2 separate regions of the Arachis hypogaea genome follow, and region 2 is linked to region 1. The links are chromatin contacts, called in public Hi-C maps. All regions are on one chromosome and are shown on one strand. Each heading gives the region's core, a stretch centred on a gene start, on an enhancer-like site or on the middle of the called end of the contact. The rest is flanking DNA. Distances are from core to core; before and after follow the strand shown. Region 1 overlaps LOC112766797 (ubiquitin-activating enzyme E1 2). Region 2 holds the start of LOC140180539.

What was found. A called contact is a pair of places that touch in the nucleus more often than the background predicts.
Region 2: a contact with region 1 is called in a Hi-C map of leaf, with 1.7 times the contacts expected there. The contact joins the promoter of LOC140180539 here to the enhancer-like site in region 1. A contact is called at or near these places in 3 of 8 Hi-C or Micro-C datasets (leaf and an unstated tissue).

Annotation. Positions count from the first base shown.
Region 1 is chr17:25,866,508-25,872,638 of arahy.Tifrunner.gnm2.J5K5, reverse strand. LOC112766797 (ubiquitin-activating enzyme E1 2) reads right to left here. Exons shown (of 7, transcript XM_025812695.3): 5 at 5,489-6,131; 6 at 4,934-5,366; 7 at 3,793-4,648. The coding sequence ends at 4,052. Among protein-coding and RNA genes, the nearest start is that of LOC112766797, 9.1 kb to the right of the region's middle. Within about 2 kb of position 3,113, at least 2 of the 3 cell types and tissues checked have open chromatin away from gene starts, as enhancers often do.
Region 2 is chr17:25,930,256-25,936,386 of arahy.Tifrunner.gnm2.J5K5, reverse strand. It overlaps LOC140180539, which reads left to right and starts at 3,331. Exons shown (of 1, transcript XM_072221762.1): 1 at 3,331-4,023. The coding sequence starts at 3,331. The coding sequence ends at 4,023.

The DNA.
Region 1 (6,131 bases), core at 1,864-4,363:
CACTCAAAAACTCAAGTAAGAAGTATATAAGAATAGTAAAATAACTCATATCCTAGAACTTATTATGTGAGTCTTTTCCGAGATTAGATATAGAAGATTCTTTTTATAGGCAAAAAATTGATGAATGATTTTCATGTTATAACTGTTTGGTCATTAAGATAGAAATAATGGTCATTAAGTCGATAATAAAAGTATGGGTTACAAGTAAATAATGAATGATAATTAAAGCCAACTTATAATTCATCATAAACAATAAATACCAAACTATAAGGTAACAGATCACAATAATAATGATAACGATGATGATGAGAATGAAGATGAAGAAAAAAAGACAAAAAAAAAAATCAAATAAAAAAAAAGAAGAAAAAGTGTGTACAATAAGCATAATTTAGTTTGTCTTAGTTTAATAAACCATTTGACAGCCTAATATTTCTGTACGTAAATAAACAATTATTTGATAGCACCATAATTAACTAGTCAAAATTCTAAAAAATTAACTATATAACTATTGGAAATTAAATTAAACTTATCAACAACTTATAATCAAGTTAAAGAATTCAAATTGAATTACAATTTTTAGAAATGGTTAGAATTTTCATGAATTACAAAATTACTAAAAGAAGGCCATTACTAGAAGCTACAAGATCTTGAAGAAGTTCCTCAAAGTTTGATAAGCCAATAAAACTGGCTAAAAGCATATCATATGACAACTCAAACTTTTGAAAGTCAAAAAAGGCAATTTAATATGATACTTCCTACAATTTGAAGGTAACTTCACCACTAATATACATACTTAACAATATAATCATTAGAAAACTTTTGCACAAAGCATCTGTATTATTTTTTCTTAGGTGAAGTTTGGGAAAAATATGATGTGAGTTTGAGTCTTCGTTTTTTTTTTTTTTTTCTATTAAGAGAATTAATAAAAATAAAGATATATATTATTTTTATAGTATTTTCCTTCTTTTTAGTATATTATTAAATTATTTTTAAAAAAATTATATTGCAATTATATTATATATTGTTGAGCTGCTTATGTATCTGAGTAATATGAGAAAATTAATAGTGGGATTTTAAACCTACAATAACATAAATGGTTTAAAATCACAGGCTGGCTTCTGATAAAATCCTTATTTGCTGGGATTGTAGGTGTAAAAAGTCATTTATGGGATTCCAGCCATCCAGTGGCAGAGCTTAGTTTAAGGGGCCATGGCCCCTCAAACTTTTTATAAAAAACTTAGTAGTACTTTTTCAAAAGATAAAAAATAGTTCAATTGACTTAAATACTTTACTATGACTTAAAGCATCTAATAAGTTCAATAAACAACACTCTCTATCTTTAAGTTTAAATATAAAAATTAGATATTTTTTATTTATTTAATTTAATATTATTTTATATTTTACTATTTATTTAATTTAATTTTTTATATGATAAAAAATAATATAATATTCAATAAGTATTAATATTATTGTATTTGTATAAATTAATAAAAAAATTTAATAAATATTATAAATTTTAATATTTATCCTTCTAACTTCTTCTGTACATATTTTACAGGATATATATTCAAATTTTTATATAAAATAATAATGAAAAATCAAAGAATTGATACATTTTTTAAGAGGAAGACTAATATTTAAGAAGGAGAACATATAACTTTTACAATATCAACACTTGTAGATAGTTCTTCTACTTTAATGAATAATGAAGAAAGTGAGATATAACCTTTAAAAGTTCAAAAAATTACATCTAATGACTTTAACCTTAACTTTTTGGAATGAGATCTTGAAAAACGGTTTTAAATTTGGCAATATCACCAAAACAAGAGAGATGAGATTAGACGAAATTATCTTAAATGGGTCCATATCAAAAATATTTTGACAATTATTTTCTATTTGACCCTCCCAAAATTTTGTTTTAAGTTCCGCCACTGCAGCCATCACTTATAATTTTTGTAATATCACATAACCTCAGCCAAAATCAATGTAAGAATTTAGTAAAAAATCTAGAGAAATATTAAGATACTAGCTAGGAGTAGGAAATCGATGAACGTTGTGGTGGTATAGGTCACTTAACATTATTTGGAAAAAACGTGAGACACGGTTATGAAGAAAAATACATAATAGGGGGCCAACCCCTATCACCATCATAAAAAATGGGATCACACTATGGACTTGTCGTGTCGAATCCAACTGTCCAACAATATGCGATTCATATTGGGGAGGAGTTCGTTTTCTTCATTTGTTTGGAACGAATTCTTATAAATTAGGATTAACCTTTCTTTAGATATAAGTCGTTAATAATAATAATAATAATAATAACAACAACTTGTATACTTGAAAATAATATGCATTAAAAATAATGTTTATGGTTAAAGTGTATATTTGAATGTCATTAAATTGTCAAAAAAAAATATCTTTTCTAGTATGTTTGCTAAATTATTTTATGTAAAATAATTAAAAAATAAAAATCATTTTTGAGAAAAAATATATATATTCATCTTTCTAAACAAGACCTTTTCTATTTTAGAAAAAAAAATATTTTAACATAATAAATAAACAAAATATTTTTATATTATTATACCATAACATAATTAATAAACAAAAAGATATTTTTAAATAAAATATCTAAACATCAAATTATTATTATTATTTTTTCAAAGATATATGTCACGGTTAATTTTTTTGTATATTAAAAAAATTCTGGTGTAATACTCAATGCAATACACTTCCCTTGTATTGATAATACGTCCCTTGTATGCGTTATCTTACTCCTACAATTTTAAAAAACACCATAAAATCTAACAATTGAGTATTACACCAGAATTATACCAATATGTAAAAAAATAAAGGATAGATCACTTATATAAAAAAAAAAAGATATATGTCACTTAAATAATTAAAAAAAGAAAAAAAACTCGTTCAAACAAGCCAAAAGTAGAAATCCTCCTACTCTAACCCCGCGGTCCACAAAATAATAATTAATTGGAAACAAAGAAAGTACATTGAACAAGGACATCAATAAGAAATTCAATAAACTAAGTTCCAAGCCCTTCCCCATTTGATAAATTGGATGTAGCAATTCATGTCGAAGTCTTTTCCAATAATTTGTTGATCTAGTCATCTAGACTTGGTATTGAGCTCCAATGGTGCTCTGCCAAGTCTTTTTCCACCACACGGGATAAATAATTGATTCATCAAATTAGGAAAAATAGTTGATTCATCAAATTAGAAGGAATCAATTCCTTTTTTTTTTTTTGGGTCAAGGAATCATTTCCTTTAAAAACCTTTCAATTCAATCAACTTTTTTAATTCAAAGAATAGAAGCCCATAAAATTTTCTTTGGTCTCCATTCCACTCCAAACATAGCCAAAGGGACCTAAGTCCCTAAACCAGTTCCAATGGGTAAGAATAGCATGACTCATTTCCTGATTAGAGAATTCTACAAGCATTTGTGCTTCCAACCGGTGCCAAGAACACCTCGAGTCCTCTGATAAAAGGTAAAGAAAACAGGAACTATGATGTAATATTTGCAAGGATATGAGCTAGTTTTACGGGCAAAGAGGACTTGGATCAAAAGATTGCCATAGGGATATTAATCAATTCGAGGATTCCAGATCTTGTTCGAATTCAACAGGCAAAGTCCATTTGTTTTCATCGATAGTGCTGATAAAATGGAGAATCTTTCTGCAATTACTTATGCCATAACCAACGTGATTAAGCACGTTTCTGCCATTAAAAACCTGTAAGCCTAGATGCTAGATGTATGGCAAACATGATAAAAGGGATGAGTTGCACAAGATAAAGTCATGGCATGCCATCATATCACCATCTCAAGAAACAAAAGGCACAAAAAATCAAGAAACACCAAACAAAATGACGTACAAAGAAAGTTCGTTCCTTATCAATTCATATATGAACTGTTCTATGGAGAACAATGTCAACATGCATGTAGCCATTATGAATATGGAACAGCAGAGTCAAGCATTCTGTCCTTTTTTTTCCCTTCTAACCGAAGTCAAGTCTGAGACACCTGATGGATGAAAAGAGCCTAACGGAAATAAATAGATATCTGAGGGATGTCAATGTCATTATCATCGTCATCCTCGCAGGCCACGACAACATCCAAGTGACGACGGTATGAAGGGATCTCCACCTTGGCCACTTCCTCTGCGAGATCCACCATTCTCTTGTCCATTCGATCTTTGTGCCTAGGGAACATGCTATTATAGAGCAGACAGCTACCACACGAAATGCTATAAGCATTCAAGCCTTTTGCCTTCAGCCAGTCAAGGAGCTCTCTGAGAGTAGGATTGTCTTTCAATATCCACCTGTCCCAAACTGTCCAACTCATATCTTGATGCTTGATGACCTTTGGAGGAACTGGTTCAGCCATGGAAAAGAGGGGCAGAGCTAAGTTGGCAAATGTGTTTCGGTAGTCCTCAACTTTGTGTCCTCCATCCAAGACTTTGTACAGCTCCAGGCACACAAGACCAGTGGCCATGGCAGTTGAGGTTGCAATTGCTGGAATGATTCGTCCAGCAATAAACTTAGCCTTAAGTTTGTCAACCTCAGGAATGCTGTAATTCCGTGCCCTCATGTTTGCTAGGCCAGCAATCATGTCCATATGGTAGTTTGTATCATCATCCTACAATTTTGCAGTAAAAATGTAAATCTTTCTTTATATTAAAAAAAAAAAGAGTTGAAAATCGATTGAAATTTAAAAAACCAAAAAGAAAAAAGAAGGAAGATCTCATGTATTCATGAACCAAAACATCCTATTCCCAGCAAATACACATACAAACTCAACCTCCATGAATCCAAAAACTTAATTCAGACCACAAAATACAAGAGAAAAGGGAAAGCTATATCCAGAATCATGGGGAAAAAAACCCAGTCAAATCAAAAACCAAAATGACAAAAAAAAAAATACCTTTTCAAACTGAATTGGCCTCATCCTGAAGTCTGATGATAGATTTGCCCGGCACCTTTCTAGCTTGGTGATTAGATCATTGATAACAGCTGCATCATCTATAGAAGCAGTGGAAAGAGTAGTGGCCTTCTCGTCTGTCACTATTTTTGCATCTTTCTTGGGCTCGAAGTCAGGTACTATCACACTATCAACAGCTTCAGCCAATTTTTTAGGGTTCTTCACAAAGTCTGGGATTGGTATACCAAATGTTTCTGCTCTAAGTATGGAAGCTGCCATTACAAACTGAAGATGACCAATATCAGAGGATGAGAACTGAAGTGGATGAGGGAATCGTTTAGGTGCAGACCAGAAAGGAGCTCCAGTACTGGTTGAAGCATCTTCAGGGAAAGTATAAATTAACTGCTTCACTCGGTTAGCAAAATAATCTTCAAACCTGGGAAAAAGAAACCATGTCTTAATATACGAGATTAAGAAAAATACCATATGTTCCCAATAAAACATTGCTACAAGTAACAGAAAAGCATATACTATTCTATATTATCAAGGAAAACATACTTTAGTCTGGCCCAAGTAATACAATCTTCAAAAGTGTCACACTTCTCTTTGTCCAAGCACTCAAGAACACGCTCCAAGTTGTCCCTTGCTTGAGCATCACCAGCATTCCTCATTGCATTGGTATATTCACTTGGATTAGACAAATATGCATTTACCTCGGCAGGTGTTTTCTCAAGCAAACCCTCAAATTCTGATCGAGCCCATGTCAAGCAGTGGTCAATGTTGTGTGGAAATGAGTGTACAGTACACATTGGTGCCTGTTTCTCGGGCGGATCTCTTGAAGCGCCATAGTTTTCTGTTAGGTGGGGAATGACCATCTGTGTATTGCATTTGGCTCCAAGAGTTCCAGACTCAAGAAGAGGCTTCTGGAAATACAAGCACCTCTGATCGACATACAATCTAGCATTCACGTTGTCTAATGCATTAATCACAACACTCAAGTTCTCCCAAAAAGTATCATGGAACACATTTTCAGTTTCAGGACCAACTCGATTTTGTAGAGCTTCAATATTCAGACGTGGATTTATTGATGCAGCAGATGAAGCAGCAACTGTAGACTTAGCCTGGCCAATATTCCAATCACGGAAGAGGAACTGCCTGCTTAGGTTACTCTTCTCTATGACATCATCATCAGTAACTGTCA
Region 2 (6,131 bases), core at 2,082-4,581, 64 kb before region 1:
GTATGGACCCATCCTCTACCTCCAATACTCAACCTTCAAACTCTAGTGCACTTCCCTCTCAACTCTTACCTAATCCCAAGGGTGGAATCAATGCCATCACCTTGAGGTCTGGCACTACATTGCAAGAGAGGAGTCCCAATAAGCCAAGCTCAAGCGAAGTCACTCAACAGAAAGATGTTGTTGAGGTAGAAGATGTCGAAGATGAGGATGAGATACAAGTGGAGGTTGAAGAAGAGGTTGCTCAACCAAGGGATGGAGTTTCTGAGGAAGAAAATATTTTAAAAGAGGCTATTCTAATTCCTTTTCCACACCTAGCGAGGAGTACTAAAAAGAAAGTGGAGCTAGATCCCAAGATGGTAGATATCTTCAAAAAGGTTGAGGTAACTATTTCTCTTTTTGATGTTATTCGCCAAGTTCCTAAGTTTGCTAAGTTTCTAAAAGATTTGTGCATGAACAAGGAGAAGATTCATGATTTAAAAACTATTCCTTTGGGTAGCTCAATTTCTCTTTGATGGGCGCTATACCGGAGAAATGTGGTGATCCCGGTCCTTGTCTAGTCACTTGCACTATATGTGGTATACAATTTGTTGATTGCATGTGTGACCTAGGTGCTTGTGTTAGTATTATGCCTTTATCTGTTTATGATGCATTAAAGCTCCCACCGTTGAAAAGGTCGGCAGCCCGTTTTGTTTTGGCGGATAAGAGTATAATCTCGGTGGTTGGCATTGCGGAAGATGTCTTAGTGAGCATCAAGGGGTTGACTTTTCCAATTGATTTCTACATTCTTGAGATGTCCCCTAATGACTCCGGAAGACCATCATCTATCTTGCTAGGGAGACCGTTCTTGAAAATCTCTCGATTTAAGTTGGATGCTTTTCGGATACCTACTTCTTTGAAATTGATGGAAGAGCAGTAAGTTTTAATCTTGATGAGGCTATGAAGCATCTACCGGAGGACCATTCTATCTCCCGGTGTGATATGATTGATGATATTGTGGCCGAAGTCCACCATAATATAGTTGATGAGAAGAACATGGTTCAAGGTGCAATTGTGGGAAAATCCCCTGAATATGAAGAAGACGCCTTGCCACCTCCAGTGCTACCGGATAATCAAGTGCCAAGCCATGAGCTAAACATGGAGTTGAAGCCACTTCCACCCCACCTTAAGTATGCTTATCTTGAAGAAAATTAAAAGCTTCCGGTGATCATTGCAAGGGAGTTTACCTCCCAATAAGAGGAGAGATTGCTTAATGTATTGCAAAGAAACAAGAAAGCTATTGGGCGGAGTTTGGCGGACATAGTTGGTATAAGCCCTCAAGTTTGTGAGCATCACATTTTTCTAGAAGAGGGAGCCAAGCCTATCCGTCAACCTCAAAGGCGGTTGAACCCCACAATTCTAGAAGTTGTGAAGAAAGAAGTTACCCGACTACTAGAGGCAGACATTATCTATCCAATCTCGGATAGTGAGTGGGTTAGACCAGTACAAGTGGTTTCGAAGAAGTCCGGCGTCACCATAGTCAAGAATGAGAATAGGGAACTCATGGCCACAAAGGTGCAGAATTCATGGAGAGGTTGCATCGACTACAGGCGCTTGAACTTGGCCACTCGCAAGAATCACTATCTACTACCATTCATCAATCAAATGCTTGATCGCATGTCCGGAAAATCACATTATTGCTTTTTAGATGTTTATACTGGTTATCTTCAAATCTATATTGCTCCGGAAGACCAAGAGAAAACCACTTTCACATGCTCTTTTAGAACGTATGCATACAAAAGAATGTCTTTTGGTTTATGTAATGCACTGGCTACGTTTCAAAGGTGCATGATGAGCATCTTTTCGGATCTTCTTGAGCACTGTGTGGAAGTATTTATGGTGATTCTTTTGATCTTTGTTTGGATAAGTTTGCTAGAGTATTAGAACGTTGTGCTAATTCAAACCTTGTGCTTAACTTTGAAAAATGTCATCTTATGGTAAAGCAAGATATTGTTCTAGGTCATGTTGTCTCTAATACTGGTATATCTGTTGATCCTGCCAAGGTTGATGTTATTTCTGGTTTACCTTACCCCTCTTCTGTGAGGAAAGTCCGTTCTTTTCTTGGTTATACAGGTTTCTACCGACGTTTCATCAAGGACTTCAACAAGGTTGCACTACCCCTTTCCTGTCTGTTGCAAAAACATGTAGAGTTTGACTTGAGTGAAGATTGTATGGAAGCATTTGATAAGCTAAAGATTGCCTTAACTCAAGCTCCTATTGTGAGAGGGCCTGATTGGAGTAGGCCATTTGAGATTATGTGCGACGTATCTAACTATGCAGTAGGAGCGGCACTTGCTCAGCGCGAAGGTAAGGATCCCTATATCATAGCTTATGCTTCTAAGACATTAGATGGTGCCCAGTCTACCTACCACTGAAAAGGAACTTTTAGCAATTGTTTTTGCCTTGGATAAATTCTGGGCCTATTTAATTGAAACCAAAGTGGTAGTATATTCAGACCATGCGGCTTTGAAGTACTTGCTAGCTAAGAAAGAATCAAAGCCAAGGTTAACCTGTTGGATATTGTTATTGCAAGAGTTTGATTTAGAGATCAAGGATAGGAGTGGTTTCCAAAATTTAGTGGCGGACCACTTGAGTCGCCTAGAGCATATAAAAAGTGACTCCACTCTTATCAATGATGCATTTTCTCTTGATAGCTTGCAAGCAATATCTGAACTAGTTCCTTGGTATGCACCCATTGCTAATTATTTGGTTAGTCACACCTTTCCTCCACATTTTTCTAAACATCAAAAGGACAAGCTCAAGAGCGAGTCCAAGTATTACATATGGGATGACCCATATTTGTGAAGATGTGATGCCGACCAAATAATTAGAAGGTGTGTTCCACAATCCGAAATCTAGTCTATTTTGGAGGCGTGCCACTCTTTTGAAAGTGGTGGCCATTTTGTCCCCCAAAGAACTAGAAGAAAAATCTTAGACTGCGGATTTTGGTGGCCCACACTCTTTAAAGATGCAAATCTTTTCTGTAACTCTTTCCACCAATGCCAAAGGTTTGGAAACATATCCAAGAGGGATGAGATGCCCTAACAACCCATATTGTTTTATGAAATTTTTTATGTTTGGGGTATTGACTTCATGGGTCCCTTTCCAAACTTGAATGGTTTCTTATATATTCTGTTAGCAGTTGATTATGTTTCTAAGTGGATGAAAGAAATTTCTACCCGTATTGATGATGCTAATGTGGTTGTCTCTTTTGTGCGAAATAACATCATTTGCCGCTTTGGATCACCACGAGCGATCGTGAGTCATCAAGGCTCTCATTTTTGTAACAAAAGAATGACAGGTTTGATGAAGAAACATGGCATTATATACAAGGTGGCGACGGCTTATCTTCCCCAAACAAATGGCCAGGCCGAAGTGTCTAATAGAGAGATTAAGCACATACTCGAGAAGATAGTTAAACCCCATAGGAGGGATTGGAGCTCTAGGCTTGGAGATGCGCTATGGGCTTATCGGACGGCTTACAAGACATCGATTAGCATGAGTCCATTTCGGCTAGTCTACGGAAAGGCATGTCACCTTCTGGTAGAGGTGGAACACAATGCTTATTGGGCTGTGAAAGAATGTAACTCAGGATTGGGAGGAGCCGAAGTTGAAAGAAAATTGCAACTGGAAGAACTGGAGTGCATTTGGTTAGAAGCTTATGAAAACTCAAGGCTCTACAAAGAAAAGGTGAAGGCAGTACATGATCAGAACATCAAGAGAAGAGAGTTTAGAGCTGGGGATCAAGTCCTTCTCTATAACTCAAGGTTGAGATTAATTCCGGGTAAACTGAGGTTAAGGTGGGATGGACCATATGTGGTGGAGAAGGTTGAACAATATGGAGTTATCCACTTGAGTCATCCATCAAGCCCTACATTCTTCAAGGTCAATGGCCACCGTCTGAAACTCTATTATGGTGTAAAGATGAAGAACAATAAGGAGCTGGAGATCTTTCTCTTGAGAGTCCCAGCCAAGGAAGAGGATTGAGCTCATAGACCGTCCAATTTAAGGACGTTAAAGAAAAGTGCTAGGTGGGAGACAACCCACCATGGTATGATCTTCCTTTTCTATAGTTTTTTTTATTTATTCTCTTATCTTTGTTTCATTAGATGTGTGTGATACTTTTCAATTATGCATATTTGCCTTTGTTATGATTTTTTAAAAAAAAAAGGGGACTGTCACACGTACATGTCGATGCTCAAATTTTGATGTTGCTGCTCCCTGGTACAAAAACCAAAGAGCTGTGCTAGAACCATGTGGGTGGGGTGCTAGATGCACAACCCAACCCACGCGTGCGCATCGCTGACGCGTACGCGTCATTTGATTTGTTGGCCACCCACGCATGAGCATGACCGATGCGCACGCTTCGTATCTTAATGCTGCCATGCCTGGTACAAAAACTAGAGAGTTGTGAATGCTGCCAGTTTTGTGCGTCCAACACGAAAACATATCACGTATACACGTGACCGACGCTCACGCGTCACCTTCTCTTTTCTGCTTCTCACTCGTACGCGTGACTGACCCGTACGCGTCACCTCCTCATTCTACTATCCACGCGTGCACGTGGACGACGCTTACGCGTTGCTTCTCTTGTCCCATTTCTTTCTTCTTTCTTCAATCCTTCTTCTTTCTTTCTACCTTTCTTCTTCTTCATTCCTTTAACTTCTCATTTTTATCCTCTTTCATTTTTGTTTGTCTATTACATTTGCATACTTTCATTCATTGCATTTTAACTTTGTGCTTCTTCTTATTTTCTTTTCTAAGTTTGCTATTTTTCCAGTGGTATTGACTTTTCTTACTCAACTGTTGACTATTTCTTGCATTGTTTTGGTACTTCGTGACTTGTTTGGTATTATTGGGTGATGAAATTTTTAGGTCAATGTTTCATCTCTACTGATACTTGCGTTCTTTGTGCATTGATATTAACTCATATTTTCTTTCATGACCCACTTCTTCTTACTCATTGTTACAATTCTTGCACCGTTGTTATGCCATTCTCTTATATTGCTTTCTCACTTACATGTTGTAGCTACCATGTAGTTGAAAACCCCACTCTTATTTGACATTAGCCCCCACCTATATTCTATTTGCTTTATTTTTGGGCTTAATCTTCCGTCTTTTCTCACCTTTTAGGCTGGCCACCAAGAAGGGAAAGAAAAATCTTCTAAATGGGACACACAACAAGTCTCTTCGCACAATCTTTTGAGGAAGCTCATCGGTTGTAGCAACCCACCCTATTCCACCTTGCTCATCTCTGGATGCACCGAGGACGGTGGAATCTTTAAGTGTGGGGAGGTTGAGATCGACTTCCGTGGGTAACTACTTTCTTTTCCCAACACCAAATCTTAATTTTCTTTGTTGGTTAGTGTTCATACCATGGGTCGAGCTAGGCGAGCTGGGTTAGATGAAGACAAAAACGACCGACCTCTTATAAAGGTTGGTCGACACCGACCTCTTCCCAAAGAGCTCGGCCAAATCACTACAAGAATTTGACAAATTAGCGACGAATTTTTGCGAGAAATATTTTTTATTACTAATTCGTCACTAACTTGCGAGGAAATAGTGACGCACTAACGACAAAATTAATGAGCGGTCACAAAATATCCGAACTTGAGAAAAACGACTGATTAGCGAGAGATTTACGAGTAAGCTTTTTTCTCGCAAATTCAGTTTCATAACTAAAAAAAGAGCGGAAAAAATTTTCTCGCTAATTTGTCACAAAATAATTAGCGAGTGACAATATTCTAGCAAATCAGTCTCTTAGAAGTTCAATCGAATAAAAGAAAAATAGCTAGGGATATTATTGTCACTATTCCGTCGCAAGTGTTTGATATACAATTAGCGAGAAATAATTCACACACTAGTTCGTCGCTAAATAAACTTTGTGCGAAAAGGCTAATTAGCGAGGAACAATGTTACTAGCTAATCCGTCACAAAGACTTGAAATGCATTTTGTGATGGACAAATTCCTCGATAATTTGTCACCAACTAGTTATTATTATTATTATTATTAGGACAAATCACCCTAATAAATCAATGGCATGTAAATCGAGACAGGACAGCTAGATTTATATAAAGTTCTCCATCCTATATAC